Linked DNA regions of Sus scrofa: region 2 is linked to region 1. A link is a contact called in public HiChIP or PLAC-seq data. All regions are on one chromosome and are shown on one strand. Each heading gives the region's core, a stretch centred on a gene start, on an enhancer-like site or on the middle of the called end of the contact. The rest is flanking DNA. Distances are from core to core; before and after follow the strand shown.

The links. HiChIP or PLAC-seq counts read pairs in DNA pulled down with a chosen protein or histone mark.
Region 2: an H3K27ac HiChIP or PLAC-seq map of skeletal muscle shows a contact between it and region 1. The contact joins two enhancer-like sites. A contact is called at or near these places in 1 of 47 Hi-C or Micro-C datasets (heart right ventricle) and 2 of 2 datasets of contacts at active chromatin or transcription factors (alveolar macrophages and skeletal muscle).

The regions. Positions count from the first base shown.
Region 1 is chr4:14,128,690-14,136,284 of Sscrofa11.1, reverse strand. LOC110260448 (a long non-coding RNA gene) reads right to left here. Exons shown (of 3, transcript XR_002343758.1): 3 at 6,472-6,611. Among named protein-coding and RNA genes, the nearest start is that of TRIB1, 170 kb to the left of the region's middle. Within about 2 kb of position 2,589, at least 8 of the 83 cell types and tissues checked have an H3K27ac peak or open chromatin away from gene starts, as enhancers often do. A contact at or near this core is called in alveolar macrophages and skeletal muscle, where this site is marked.
Region 2 is chr4:14,373,757-14,381,351 of Sscrofa11.1, reverse strand. The region is part of intron 4 of NSMCE2 (E3 SUMO-protein ligase NSE2); the gene reads left to right. Among named protein-coding and RNA genes, the nearest start is that of TRIB1, 79 kb to the right of the region's middle. Within about 2 kb of position 2,716, at least 4 of the 83 cell types and tissues checked have an H3K27ac peak or open chromatin away from gene starts, as enhancers often do. A contact at or near this core is called in alveolar macrophages and skeletal muscle, where this site is marked.

The DNA of each region.
Region 1 (7,595 bases), core at 1,340-3,839:
GATTTCTGGTAGAGCAGATTATTTCCCCTAACTGACTTACACTCTTGGTAAAACTAGATTTTCATGGCATAGGTTTTTAAAGGGAGGTTATCTTTGAGGAGTTCCCATTGTGGCTCAGCAGGTTAAGAACCTGACTAGTATCCATGAGGATGTGGGTTCAATCCCTGGCCTTGGATCCAGAATTGCTGCAAGCTTCGGCACAGGTTGCAGATGTGGCTCAGATCTGGCATTGCTGTGGCTGTGGCATAGGCCCACAGCTGCAGCTCCATTTCAATCCTAGCCTGGGAACTTTCTTATGCTGCAGGTGCAGCCCTAAAAAGACAAACTACTACTACTACTACTAAAGTGAGGCACCTTCGGATTTTCTTGTATGGTGGAGAGGAAAATTTGGATGGGGAGGGAATGGCAGAACAGGGTGTGGAAGCCAAAGGAGTAGAAGCTGTGGTTTTCCCCCAAAGTTGCACAAAATTATAATATGACTTCTGCTTTTCATCTCCTCTGGGTGGCAACTGGGGAATTCAGCAGCTTGCTTGAGAGGACAGAGTTAAGTTAATCGTTAAATCTTAGAAAGTCTTGGTTGTCTAACCTGTTGGTCTCTCTTGCTCATGGCATCTGCTGACATCTCTTCCTCACGCTCTAACCTGGGGATGCACGAATTTCCCTTGTGTTATCTCGTTTTTCTCTTTCTTTCCTTCTTTCTTTTCCTTTCTCTCTTTCTCTCTTTCTTTCTCTCTTTCTCTTTCTTTCTTTCTTTCTTTCTTTCTTTCTTTCTTTCTTTCTTTCTTTCTTTCTTTCTACTTTCTTTCTTTGTCTTTTTAGGGCTGCACCTGTGGCAAATGGAGCTTCCAGGCTAGGGGTCTAATTGAAGCCTTAGCCCCCAGCCTATACCACAGCTACAACAACATGGGATCTGAGCCACATCCTTGACCCACGCTGAGGCTTGGAGCAACACCAGATCCTTAACCCATTGAGTAAGGTCAGGGATTGAACCGGAATCCTCATGGATACTAGTCAGGTTTTTAACCTCCTAAGCCACAATGGGAACTCCCGTTATCTCATTTTTGAATTTCCACTTTCCATTCCATTCTGTGAATGGCAGCCAAGCACCTACATGGGCATACTGTGAGCCAGGCATATGGGTTTAGTGCCCATGAACCAGGGCACTAAACCCAGGAATGCCAGGCCCTGGAGATAAGACAGTTGACCACACATGGCCTCTGCTTTGGAGGAGAACTCACTTCATAGACAAAGTAAGCCAGATACACAGCCGAACATAATTTTTGGCAAAATGTTGGGGCCAACAGAGGTGGACAAACAGAGGTTTGAGAGATCATACCTAGGTAATATGGTGGGGGATTCCTGGAAATTTTTCTTGATTTTTGAGAGAGGCAGTGGAGTTGAGTTTTGCAAAATGAGCAGGATGTGGCTACTAGAGAAGGTGATGGGAAAGACCTGCTTGGGGAGGGAAGAGCATGAGCCTAGAGAAGCCCTTGAGAATGTCCAGAGGATGTCATTGGTTTGACAGCCATAAAGTGCACTGAATCCTAAACCCACTGAGCAAGGCCAAGGATTGAACCTTCGCCCTCATGGATACTAATCAGATTCCTTTCCACTGAGCCACAACGGGAACTCCCTTTTGCTGATTCTGACAATGAGTGACCCCCTCCTATGTTAGAAGTCCCCTACACTGGTCATAACAATGGAAAGCTTCCCAGATAGGGAGTTTCTAAAAGTCCAGATAAGTTATTTAATCTCTTGGTACCTCAACGTTTTCATTGGCACCCAAGATAAAGTCCTTATCTCATGAGGTTAAGATAAGCAATAAGAGGAAGTTCCCATTGTGGCTCAGCGGTAACAAGCCCGACTAGTATCCATGCGGATTCGGGTTCCATCCCTGATCTCGCTCAGTGGGTTAAGGATCCAGCATCGCCTCGAGCTGTGGAGTAAGAGACACGGCTCAGATCCCGCATTGCTGTGGCTGTGGTGTAGGCTGGTAGCTACAGCTCCAATTCAACCCCTAGCCTGGGAACCTCCACATGCCACAGGTACAGGCCCAAAAAGCAAAAAAAAAAAAAAAAAGAGAAGGAATAAGAGTGAATGATGCACATAAAGTCTTAGAACTAGGGATGGCACCTAATAAACGCTCAATAAATATTAATTATTATTGTTGTTGAATGCCTAAAGGTTTCAATAAATGGCTTGACCATGAGATCTCAGGGGCAGGTTCACTTAATTACTTCTGCTCTTCTGCATTTACTGGTTTCTGAGCTAGTAGCTTCCAGCAAATGTCTTTCATTTATGGACTTGCGTGGTTGAATGAATAAACATGAGAAAAATATCCCTTCTCTCCAGAATGCAAAAGGTGCCAGTTGCATTTTATCCTTGCGGCTCCAGACATCAGACCCCAGCGCGGGTGGGAAGACATCCCCTCCCCCGCACTAATGGGCCAACCCCTTATCTTCATGTGCATCTTTTGCGAGTTACTCTCGGGTAAAGGAGAACATTTGACCCCGGTTTAGAAAGATTGCCTTACACAATCTCCCGGTTCCCTAGATGGGACTTGCTGAGCTGACAGATTGTACAGAGAAGAGCTGACTATTTTTAGGATGAACTGGAAAGATTAGAACTTTGCTCTCTCCTCAAATATCAAACCTGCCATTGGTAGGAATCCAAACAGGAATTCCTGGGGAATTGGATGGAGCGACTTATTTATTGTGCTCTCATTGCTTAAAATTCCAACATAAAAATAATAACAGGCCTTTGATATTAGAGTGACTAGATGGGCCACATACTTACTAAGTGCTTTACACACCCTGTGTTGTTCCATTCATATAGCAACCTCATGCAATTGGTTTCCATCTTCTTATCTTTTCTTTCTTTTTTTTAAGGGCTGCAACTGTGGCATATGGAGGTTCCCAGGCTAGGGGTTGAACTGGAACTGCAGCTGCCAGCCCACACCATAGCCACAGAGATGCAGGACCCTAGCTGCGTCTGCAACCTACACCATAGCTCACAGCAACGCTGGATCCTTTAACCCACTGAGCAAGGCCAGGGGTCGAACCCACATCCTCATGGATACTAGTCAGGTTCTTAACCCACAGAGCCACAACGGGAACTCCTCAATCTTTCTATGTTACAGAGAAGAAAACTGAGGCACAGAGAGTAAAGTGTCTTGACCAAAGCCACAGAAAGAGGTTTAGTGAGGCTGGAATTCCATTCCTGGTCTATCTGGCTTCAAGACCCATGCTTACATGAGGATGAAAATGACAATGACACAAAATAAAACAAAGGGGGAGAAAACAAACTCATGCTCCTGGCTGAAGAATGAAATCATTCAAGTCACAGTGGATTGACTGAGTACATCATTTTGCCAGGTAGAGCGGCCGATGAGCAGATGAGAAAGTCAGGGGTTCTGCCTTTGGGGAGCTCCCATCCTAATAAGGGCAATGTGAGCATTTTATTGTTTCTCATCTGCCCAGCTCTTTCATTCTGTCTCTCATCCAATACCACACTGTGGGGCTTGCTGGTCAAGGTTCCTGTATTCCTCCGGCCAAGTGTGGGCGTTTGCCTCATGCTGGAAAGTCAGACTACGGGAAAGTAAATTATGACTCAAGAACCTCAAGAGGAGCTGAGTGGCTGAGTGAGCAGCACTCTGAAGATAACTGCAGGTTAGTTTCTACCATCCGGATGATCAGCTCTTCCTTCTTCCTGAGAGTTCCTTGTGGCAGATAGAATAGCACACATCCCAACTCCCTTCAAGCTATGCTTTCTCTGTCCTAGAAGGTGGAAAGCTCAGAGTTCACTTTCCCAGGCTCCCTTGCAGGGAGGGGTAGCTGTGTGGCTTAGTGCATGAGATGCAAATGTCTATCTACTGGGGATGTCTTTCCCCTTGCTCCAGGATGGAGGAAGGACGTGATGGTTGGAGCTGTAGCAGATACTTTATAAGCATGAGGAAGAGGTTAGGAGGACTGCACAGACAGCAACCCTGCTCAGCAACATCTTTCCTTTGGACCCCTTGCTGAGAACTCCTTACTGTTTTAAACCACTATGTTTGGAGGTTCTGTTACTTGCAGCCAAATTCATCTCTGAACTGATACGGAGTCTATGTATTCCTTTTGTATTTATTTTTAATAGAGACGGTACTCAAGGTAGACAGAATTACACAACCCCAAATACCCTAATTGATACAGGAAAGGGAGGGAAGTACAAAGCAAACCATAACATCAGCCAGAACAACCATGCTCTCCTGGAGGGAAGAATTGTCACAATACAAATCCATGTGGACATAGTCTGCTATATTTTTCTAAGACTTTTCCACACATTGTTTCCTTTGACTCTCTCAGCCACCCAATAAAATAAGCATTATTATAAGTGAAAAAAAAACCCTCAGAGTTTGAGTACTATGGAAATGAAGAAAAGGAAGTGATTAATTCTAGCTGGAGAGGAGTTCCTGTCGTGGCTCAGTGGTTAACGAATCTGACTAGGTTGCGGGTTCGATCCCTAGCCTTGCTCAGTGGGTTAAGGATCAGGCGTTGCCCTGGGCTGTGGTGTAGGCTGGTGGCTACAGTCCTGATTAGACCCCCTAGGCAGAGAACCTCCATAAGCCACGGGTATGGCCCTAGAAACGACAAAAAAAAAAAAAAAAAATTCTAGCTGGAGAAACTGGCAACCTCAGGAAAGGGCTGGTTTGAGCTGGGGTTTGAAGGATGAATAGACTTTTAATAAATGAGGAAAGCAGTGGGAAGGGCATTCCTGGCTAAGACAAGAACTACAAAGCTTAGGAGTTCCTGCTGTGGATCAGTGGGTTAAGAACCCAACACAGTGTCCATGAGGATTGGGATTTGAACCCTGGTCTCACTGGGTGGGTTAAGGATCTGGTGCTGCGGCAAGCTGCTGCATAGGTCACAGATGTGGCTCAGATCTGGTGCTGCCATGTTTGTGCAGTAGGCCACAGCTGCAGCTCCGATTTGACCCCTGGCCCAGGAACTTCCATATGCCACAGGCGCTGCCTTAAAAAGAAAGAAGAAAAAGAACTACAAAGCTTAGAGGCATGAAAGGGCTGGGGGTGACTTTGACAAGTGTGGTTGGTGCTTAGGACTGGGGTCTGGGGAACTTGAGAAGCATACAGAGGAGGTAGGGTTGGAAAAGTCAGCAGGGGCCGAATGGAATCTCCCCCTCAGGGTCCTCCTGGGCCCTTCTTCTGTGGCTGCTTCTCTGCTGAGACAGGGAGACGCTAGCTTTCCAGCGAGTTGAGGCTAGACCTCGGGGAGGGCACTGGTCATGGAACCAATGAAAAGTGTTGACCAGTAAAGTACTTTCCCTGGATATGCTTGCAATAGGGAAGAATGATGATAGAGTAACAGGAAATTATTTAAGCCAAGAGGTAGGAGGGTCCCTGGGGAATAACAGAGTGATATTTAGCCCACTGAACTGGCTGATCCAAGCCATCCCGGTGGCCAAAACCTTGACCACAGCTTGAAATCAGGTGTCTCCAATTAGCATCCCTCTTTTAATCTGAATTTAAAGGCTGATTCCATTTTACTCTGTTCATTTCCTGCTGTGAGCAGCGCTGCAGGGAAAAGGGGAATCCTGGAAGAGGAACACATGGTATAACAACACATAAGACTCTTACATTTAGAAAGGGGGGGATGGGAGTTCCCGTCGTGGCTCAGTGGTTAACAAATCTGACTAGGAACCATGAGGTTGCGGGTTCGACCCCTGGCCTTGCTCATTGGGTCAAGGATCCAGTGTTGCCATGAGCTGTGCGAGTTGCAGTGGCTGTGGTGTAGGCCGGTGGCTACAGCTCCGATTAGACCCCTAGCCGGGGAACTTCCGTATGCCACAGGAGGGGCCCTAGAAAAGACAAAAAAAAAAAAAAAAAAAAAATAGAAAGGGGAGGGACCTGGAGGCACTCTGTTCCATAGAACAGGCCCATATCTTTTTATTAAGGAAGGTGATGAGGTTATTATTGATGGGATTAGTGAAGGTGACAAGATTAGTGGGCAGGGACAGGCATAGGCAATGATGAGATTATCTTCTTTGTAATATCAAAAGTGGGTCTCCTTAGGACATAATGCAGCTGTTTATAGAATAACATGGTTAGTGCATAAGTCCTTCATCTTGTCTTTGAAAGAGACTCTGTACTTTATTTATTTTATTTATTTATTTTTTGTCTTTTTTTTTTTTTTTTTTTTTGCCATTTCTTGGGCCGCTCCCACAGCATATGGAGGTTCCCAGGCTAGGGATCTATTCGGAGCTGTTGCCGCCGGCCTACACTAGAGCCACAGCAACATGGGATCCGAGCTGCGTCTGCAACCTACACCACAGCTCACGGCAACGCTGGATCGTTAACCCACTGAGAAAGGCCAGGGATCAAACCCGCAACCTCATGGTTCCTAGTCAAATTCGTTAACCACTGGGCCACAACGGGAACTCCAAGACTCTGTACTTTAAAACTCTGAGTCCATAGATACTTGCCTTCTGCAGAGATCTGCTGTTCTGTGGTCTCCAACAATTTCCTTATTGCTTATTTATTGAGCCCCTACCAGGACCCAGGCAGGGAGAAATTTAAGTCCAAAGACAATAGTTCCTGTCCTCCTGAAGCTCAGAGTCTGGTTGGGAAGAGAGAACAGAAAATAATTACTGTCATAAGTAATGATAAAGGCAATAGTTTAATGAACATTCAGTGTGTAAGTCAAACATTTTCTTAGATTATCTAATTTAATCTTACCAGTGACTCTATGAAGAACTTTTATATCCCCATTTTGCAGATGAGAAATTGAAGTTTAGGAAGGTCAAGTGAAATACTCAAGGTCAAGCAGCCAGTAAGTGGCAGGGCAAGATTTATGTCTTTGCTTGCAAACACTACATGCTTATTCCTCCATCACACACACACACACACACACACACACACACACACACACACACACACACTGGGGGACCAGAGGAGGAGTACCTAGGGATTTTTGGATTGTAGGGAGCAGTTCCAGCAGAGGTGACAGAGCTGAACCTCCAGAAAGTATGCGAGTCTGCTAAACAGAAGGGGAAGAATTTGCCTTCTCGGCAGAGGGAAGGGCATGAACCCCATGGCAGGTGAGAGGGAGCATGGTGGGTTGGGGGGATCTGTGGTTGTTCGGCATGGTTGCCCTGTGGCCTTCTGGGAGGGGAGGGTGAGAGGTGAGCTGGGCTAGGCCAGGAAGGCCATAGGAGCCACGCTAAGGAGGTGCCATTATATCTGGAGGTGGATGGAGGGACCCGCTGAAGGCTTCAGGAGGACAGATTTGCTACATTGTCTCATGTCTCTGAGTCCTAGAGGTAAGTAAAGCAATGCCTGCTGATGTTCTTACTTTTCAAAGGAAATCCCAGAAGAAAGTACTCCGCTCCTTCTTTGGTAATGCGCTATCTGTGGGAACCTTGGCTTGGTCTCTTTAATTCTCCAAATCTCAGTTTTCCCATTTATAAAATGGGATCTGGGAGTTCCTGTCGTGGCTCAGTGGTTAACGAATCTGACTAGGAACCATAAGCTTGCGGGTTTGATCGCTGGCCTCGCTCATGGGTTAAGGATCCGGCGTTGCCATGAGCTGTGGTGTAGGTCG
Region 2 (7,595 bases), core at 1,467-3,966, 240 kb before region 1:
TACAGGAATTTCATTCTTTTTGTCTTGAGCTTCAAAATCAGAGGAGCTGGAAGAGAAGATGTTACATAAATTACATGGTGAAATATTACCTTGTAGAGGGAGCAGCTAAGTTTGAAATATCACAACTGTCGTTGGGATAACAAACCACCTAGAAAATATCAGGGATTGAAATGGTGTCATGCCCCCGTCTTACCCCAAATTGAAATGTTGCAGATTTAAAGTTGAGCGGTTATAATTTTTTTTTGTCTTTTTGTCCTTTTTAGGGCCGCATCCACAGCATATGGAGGTTCCCAGGCTAGGAGCCTAATTGGAGCTGTAGCCACCAGCCCAGCAACACCAGATCCGAGCCACATCTGCGACCTACACCACAGCTTATGGCAACGCCAGATCCTTAACCCACTGAGCAAGGCCAGGGATCGAACCCAAAACTTCATGGTTCCTAGTCGGGTTCGTTTCCACTGAGCCACGACAGGAGCTCCATAAATTTTAAAGTTTCTTTTAAAGATATGATGCTCTCTAGCCTTGATTTCATGGTGTGTTTCAGTCTGATAAATTGGATAAACAAATCTGTCCACCCCCGACACCATCGGTCCTGTTTGCCTCTTAAATATTACCTGGTCTCATAAAGGGTGCTCGATGTAGACACAATGAACTGCAATATTTTGTCCTTATTTTCCTTCAGTCTTTTTTCTAGTATACTATTTTTTAAGATTAATTAGTCATACTGCATATAGAAGGTTTTTTTCTACCTTATATAACCTAAGCATTTTCTTTTGATATTGTTTTTCATGTCAATCAGATTTTGAGACTAGCGAGGCCACAGTTCACTTAAATTCTCAGTCTGTCAAATATCTAGATTTCCTCAGTGTTTCTCTATTATAAACACTGCTGTACTTGAATATCACTGCCTGTACACTCTGGCTAAACTCAACAAACTTAAGAGAAGTTGCATGTTTTTGGTAACTGATGGTTATTGTACTTTCCTCTGGATATAGAGGATTTGGGGCAAGGGACCAGAATCACAGATGATATAAAGACATAATGAGGAATAGTTTATTCTTGGATCATGACCTCTATCATCTTGCTTCTTGATAACTTTCTTTTTAAAAAAATTATTAGAGTATAGTTGATTTACAGTGTTGTGTGAGTTTCAGGTATACAGCAAAGCGTATCAGTTATACATATACATATATCCATTCTTTTTTAGATGTTTTTCCCATATAGGTTATTACAGAATATTGAGTAGAGTTCCCTGTGCTATACAGCAGGTCCTTGTTGGTTATTTATTTATTTATTTATTTATTTATTTATTGTCTTTTTACCTTTTCTAGGGCCGCTCCCGCAGCGTATGGAGGTTCCCAGGATAGGGGTCTAATCGGAGCTATAGCCAATGGCCTATGCCAGAGCCACAGCAACGTGGGATCCAAGCCGCGTCTGCGACCTACACCACAGCTCACAGCAATGCTGGATCCTTAACCCACTGAGCAAGGCCAGGGGTCGAACCCGCAACCTCATGGTTCCTAGTTGGATTCGTTAACCACTGAGCCACGACAGGAACTCTTTGTTGGTTATTTTATATATGGCAATGTGTATATGCTAATCCCAAACTCCTAATTTATCCCCCCCCGCCATGTTTCCTCTTTGGTAACCATAAGTTTGTTTTTAAAATTTGTGGGTCTCTTTCTGTTTTGTAAATAAGTTCATGTGTATCGTTTTTAAAATTAGATTTCACAGATAAGTGATATTATCTGGATAATTTGCTTTTTGCACAGAGTGGAATAGAGGGAGTTTCCATTGTGGCTCAGCAGTAACAAACCTAAATAGTATCCATGAGGACACAGGTTTGATCCCTGGCCTCGTTCAATAGGTTAAGGATCCAGTGTTGCTGTGAGCTGTGGTGTAGGATGCAGATGTGGCTCAGATCTGGCGGCTGTGGCATAGGTCAGCAGCTGCAGCTCAGATTCGAAGCCTAGCCTGGGAACTTCTATATGCTGCAGGTGCAGGCCTAAAAAGACAAAAATAAAATTAAAAAGAAGTGGAATAGAGGATGGAGAGTGGAATGACCCAGGTGGAGTAAAACGGCTCCCATTCTGGAAAAAAGAGATTACTTCAAAGACCAAGTTGTCTTATTCTAAACTATTTGCCTTCAAAACAGTCTCCTTCACTGTTTTCTTGTTATTATCATGGTCAATTTATAGATAACAGTATTCAAAGCATTCTCTTGTTTTGGCAATCAGACATTCAATGGGCATTTCTTAAGTTCTCTCACCTCGCCTGTCTCCCTGAGAATACGAAGATAAATAAGGGTAAAGTTCCTTCCCCAAGGAATTGACAGTCTAGTAGGGAAGGTAGAGAAGTGAACAAATGATTACTGGATATACAAAGATTCTCTGGAGGCTGAAAGAGGAATCACATCTTCTTTGGGGCTTTATGGAGGAAATACTTGAATTGAGTCCTGAAGGGTGGTCACAGATTCCTAGGTGAAGGGCTAGCAGAGGCGCAGAACAGCCTGGCAAATGTGGACAAACTAATCAGTTTGGGATGGATATGGGGAATGGGATTGAGCCGGGTCGCAATAGGACATGAAGGTGCTATGCACCAGCTGATGACAAGTCTTGGTGTCGTGCTTAGGAAGCCATGGTTTTAGAAGGATGACTAACCAGAGTGTAGAAAGGGATTGGGGAAAGTCTGGGGCAGAGATAAATGGAGACCTTTTGCAATCTTCTAAATAGGAAATGCTGGACAGCAGCAGTGAGAATGAAAAGAAGGAGACAGGGTCAAGGTAGTTTAAAGATAGAGATTGGAAAGCATTTGGGAACAAGTGGCATGAACTGTCTTGGGTACCTGGATGGATGATGTTTACAACCCTCTAAAATAAGAAAATGTAAGATGAGCCCAGATGGGATTTCGTCTTCTGATCTTTGCTTGCTTCATGCTCTTCTGTGAATCTCAGTGAGCATTGTAAACTGTCTCAGGGCTGGCTAATCAGTTTTCCTATCATGTGGTTTTTCTAGTTAATTGCCCAGAGCAAAGAAATAGATTGTGTGCATTCAATTTTCTGCTTTTGCTTGGAAATCTAGAGATGGGCATCAAATTGTCTCTGTAGTTGCATAAGAAATACTACATACATGTACTGAGTTTGGGGATATTTTCAGTTATTTATTGACCTGAAATGGATATTGTATGACCAGATCGGTTTTTGTCCCCCTGGTAAAATATACTGGGTTCCGATTATTTCAAAACGCTCACATTTTGATGTATGACATATTTGGACAGTATTTAAAGAAATGGAGGCAGATTAATACATGATATCAGCTGAGAGCAAAGAATGTGTCTAAAACACATAGATAAACCATCAAGTGTGAAAGGGTATATATCTTATGAAAATGTCAGCTCATTTGGAGGAAATAAACTGAAACTCTTCATTCAGTTTACTTTCAAGATCTTCAGAGCAGTATGTCGAAAGAGCCATGGAAGTGAAAGTGGCCAGCAAATTAAAGATGTTGGTAGTGCTGGGTCAGCTAACTACAACTAGGCTAATTTAAACCGCACTCTGCCCTGGGGCGTGGGAGGGCCCATACCATGGAGAATCCTGGGAAGCAACCTTGCAGTTTCTCTTTGGGTGATTCCATAGCACATCTTCTTTTGTGTGTGTGTGTGTCTATGTCTGTGTGTGTGTCTGTGTGTGTGTTTGTCTGTGTGTGTGTTTAGGGCCGCACCCATGCATATGGAAGTTCCCAGGCTAGGGTCAAATCAGAGCTGTAGCCTCTGGCCTCCACCACAGCCACAGCAAGGCCAGATCCGAGCCGTATTTATAACCTACACCACAGCTCACAGCCATACCGAATCTTTTAAGGCACTGAGCAAGGCCAAGGATCGAACCTGTGTCCTCATGGACGCTAATTAGGTTCGTTATCACTGAGCCACACCGGGAATTCCCAGCACATCATTTTTATTTAATAGAGCATACATGTTGGAGGTAGCCATTCTATGCCATCTCTGTGGGAATTCCACATAATAATATTAATAATCATGACAATACTTATTGATCACTTGCTACTTGCCCGACACCCTTCTAAGAACTGTTCATACATTAAATCATTTAATCCTCATACAGTGCTATGACATAGGTTTGATATAAGCTCCATTTTACAGCTGAGAAGGTGGAAACATGGAAAAGATCAAGTAACTCACCCCAAAGCACCCAGCTAATCAAGTGATGGAACCAGGCAGGCTGTTTCCGAGCCCATGTTCCTAAAGGATCTCCCCCTCGCTGCCTGAGTGTCCTTCTCTTCTTATCACACCTCCCTGGAGGGCCCGGCTTAGTCAGCACTCTCTCCGGGAGGTTCACCTCAATTCCTTACCCTGCTTTCTGAGCTCCTCCAGGAGATTTGGTTTTGTTTTGTTTTTTAATGGCCACACCTGCAGCATTTGGAAGTTCCTGGGCCAGAGACTGAATCTGAGCCGCAGCTGTGACCTACAGCACAGCGGCAGCCATGCTGGATCCTTCACCCACCGCACTAGGCTGGGGATGGAACCCACACCTCTATAGCAATACAAGCTGCCGCAGCTGGATTCTTAACCCACTGTGCCACAGCGAGAACTCCTTCTAGGTACTTTTCTATTTTGTGCAAACATATTTGTTATTTCACTAATTGCCCAGAATGTAAGTATCTTTATCTGCCTTTCCCACCAGACCCGATGTTAATCCTCCTTGTGTCCACTGGCAGTTGTGTAGTGTTGGGCACAGAGCAGGTGTTCAATAAATGCAACCTGATGGAGTTCCCATCGAGGCTCAGTGGTAATGAACCTGACTAGTATCCATGAGGATGCTGGTTTGATCCCTGACCTCACTCAGTGGGTTAAGGATCCAGCGTTGCTGTGAGCTGCCATGTAGGTCACAGATGTGGCTCGGATCCCGCATTGCTGTGGCTGTTGTATAGGTCAGCAGCTGCAGCTCCAATTTGACCCCTAGCCTGGGAACTTCCATGTTCCTTGGGTGTGGCCCTAAAGAGACAAAAAAAAAAGAGAGAGAGAAAGAAAAGAAAAAGAACACTGCTTTGTGCTGTATATATCTATCCTGCGTAACTGAGCTCTCTGAGGGCAAGGATTATTTTTTGCCAATACCAAGCATAAGGCCTGGCACAAAGTAGTGATAAAAATAATACTAGCAGCAACAATTAACAATTATATAACATTGATTTATAATAAAATATATGTATTATAAATAACATTTATTGGATCCCGATGTTCTATCCGTTGTTCTGATTCCTAACTCAGTCTATATATTGTTGAATGCTTTTGTTGAAAGTGTGTTTGTTGAATTTTGCTATCCTCTGAAGGTTATAACATCTAGGAAAATTTTTAATTCTGTAGGCCCTGTCTGGCCATGACCTGCGTTTTAATTCTATAAAAGCTGTGTACACACAGAAGAGTCTTAGCCAGTGCCAAAGAGAATCAGAACTAGAATTCCCTCGGAGTTCCCGTTGTGGCTCAGCAGAAATGAACCCGACGAGTATCCACGAGGACTCCAGTTCGATCCCTGGCCCTGCTCAGTGGGTTAAGGATCCAGTGTTGCCATGAGCCATGGTTTAGGTTGCAGATGTGGCTCGGATCCCACATTGCTGTGGCTGTGGTGTAGGCCAGCAGCTACAGCTCTGATTCACCCCCTAGCCTGGGAACCTCCATATGTTGTGGGTGCAGCCCTAGAAAGTTAAAAAAAAAAAAAAAAAAAACACTAGGATTCCCTCAATGGCGCAACCAAAGAGCTAACATTCAGGACAGGCCACTGGTCCCCAGAAGAAACTGAAATTCAAAGCTAGACATTCATTAGGACAGTAAAGTGGATCCCAAAACAACACACACACACACACACACACACACACACACTCAATTCCAAGCCAAAGGGACCAAGCCTGCGACAAACTTCTTTTTCCATTCGGAATCTAAGATATGTCCCAGTTCACATATGGGGCCACTCAGAGCCCCAGCTGTGGGTGGCTGGGTGGCAGAAACAAGTCAAGCTGGCACAGACACATACGCAGACCCTGTAACTATAGAGTTTCCAACTTGGAATCAGTGTTCTTTTGCCTGTGAGGAAGCCCTTGAATCTTCCATGTACCAGCTCAGCCTCTCCACATGTGCTGTCCCAGAATAGTGCAAGCAAAATAATCTGGGCATTCCTAAGCATTTCAAGCGGTCAACAAATATTTGTAAAATATTTGCTACTAACTTTCAAGAGAAACGCGCTTTTAGAAAAATGTTCGGGCTTAATTGAAAAAGCACATAGCAATCAACTTTTATTCCCAGCTGGCATAAAACTGTCTAACTGTCAGCCAAATTTGGGATGCCTGAAGACAGACAAGTGACTAATACTAGGGCTGTGTGTGGCCAGGCCCAAGTATATTTTCTGACCACAAGACCATGTCTGGATTCTCCTTTGTAATTACCGCACAGCCTGCTATAATTGTAACACTCGCACTTACTTCCTGCCTCTGACGGAATTCAGGGTCCAAGGCGGTACCCTGAGCTGGAGTGAAATCCCCCCCCTGTTATTTGCCTCAAACCTGTAAAATCATCACTGGGCGAGTGTGAGTGTGTGTGTCGTGTGTTGCCACGTCTGTTAAATATGTTAAGTATATCCTTGTGGAAAAAGGCGCCCACTCCTGCCTTGTTGGATGAAGCACTTTTCTAATGAAATGTTTACTGAACACCTACCACTACATGCCAAGGACATTTTAGGATCTGGGAAACACCTCGAATAAGACAATGAAGTCCCTGCTTTCCTGGAAGGGAACAAGGGACGGGGAAGAAAGAAGTGAGGGAAACAGACACAAAAGTAGCACCTACAGACACGTGCTGTGCAGAGTCACAGCAGAACCATGGGGTCGGGGGAGAGGGGATGCCCACGTGTCCCCCTCAGCCTGGGACGTCAGCGAAGCACTCTCCAAAGCGATAGCTTTTAAACCAGCTTTGTACCGTAAGAAGGGACAGGACAAGCGACGATGGAAGAAAGAACATTCCCTCAGGGTTTGTGTGGAGACTGAGAGGCAAGAAAGAGCTTGTCGTGTTCCAGAAGCAGAGAAAGGGCCAGTGTGATGGCAGCACAGTGGGGGAGAAGGGGGCCTTTCAGAAGGGCTGGCTGACAGCTTCTTCCCTGTGAGAAGCAGGCAGCTGGGGGGTGTTGGCCCCTGTGGAGGCAGGGTTTCTAGTTAGGAGGCTGCTAAAGAGGTCTGGGCAGGAGGCCACAGTGGTTTGGACTAAGAGCTCGTAGAAATCAAGAGAAGGAGTTCCCCTCGTGGCTCAGTGGAAACATATTTGATGAGTATCCATGAGCTGAAAGTTTGATCCCTGGCCTCGTTCAGTGGGTTTAGGATCCGGCATTGTCATGAGCTCTAGTGTAGGTCGAAGATGTAGCTCGGATCCCAGGTTGCTGTGGCTCTGGCGTAGGCCGGCAGCTACAGCCTCTGATTCGACCCCTAGCCTGGGAACCTCCATATGCCGCAGGTACGGCCATAAAAGACAAAAAAAAAAAAAAAAAAAGAAGAAGAAGAAGAAGAGAAGAGATGCTAGATTTAGATTGAGGGAGTGTAGTT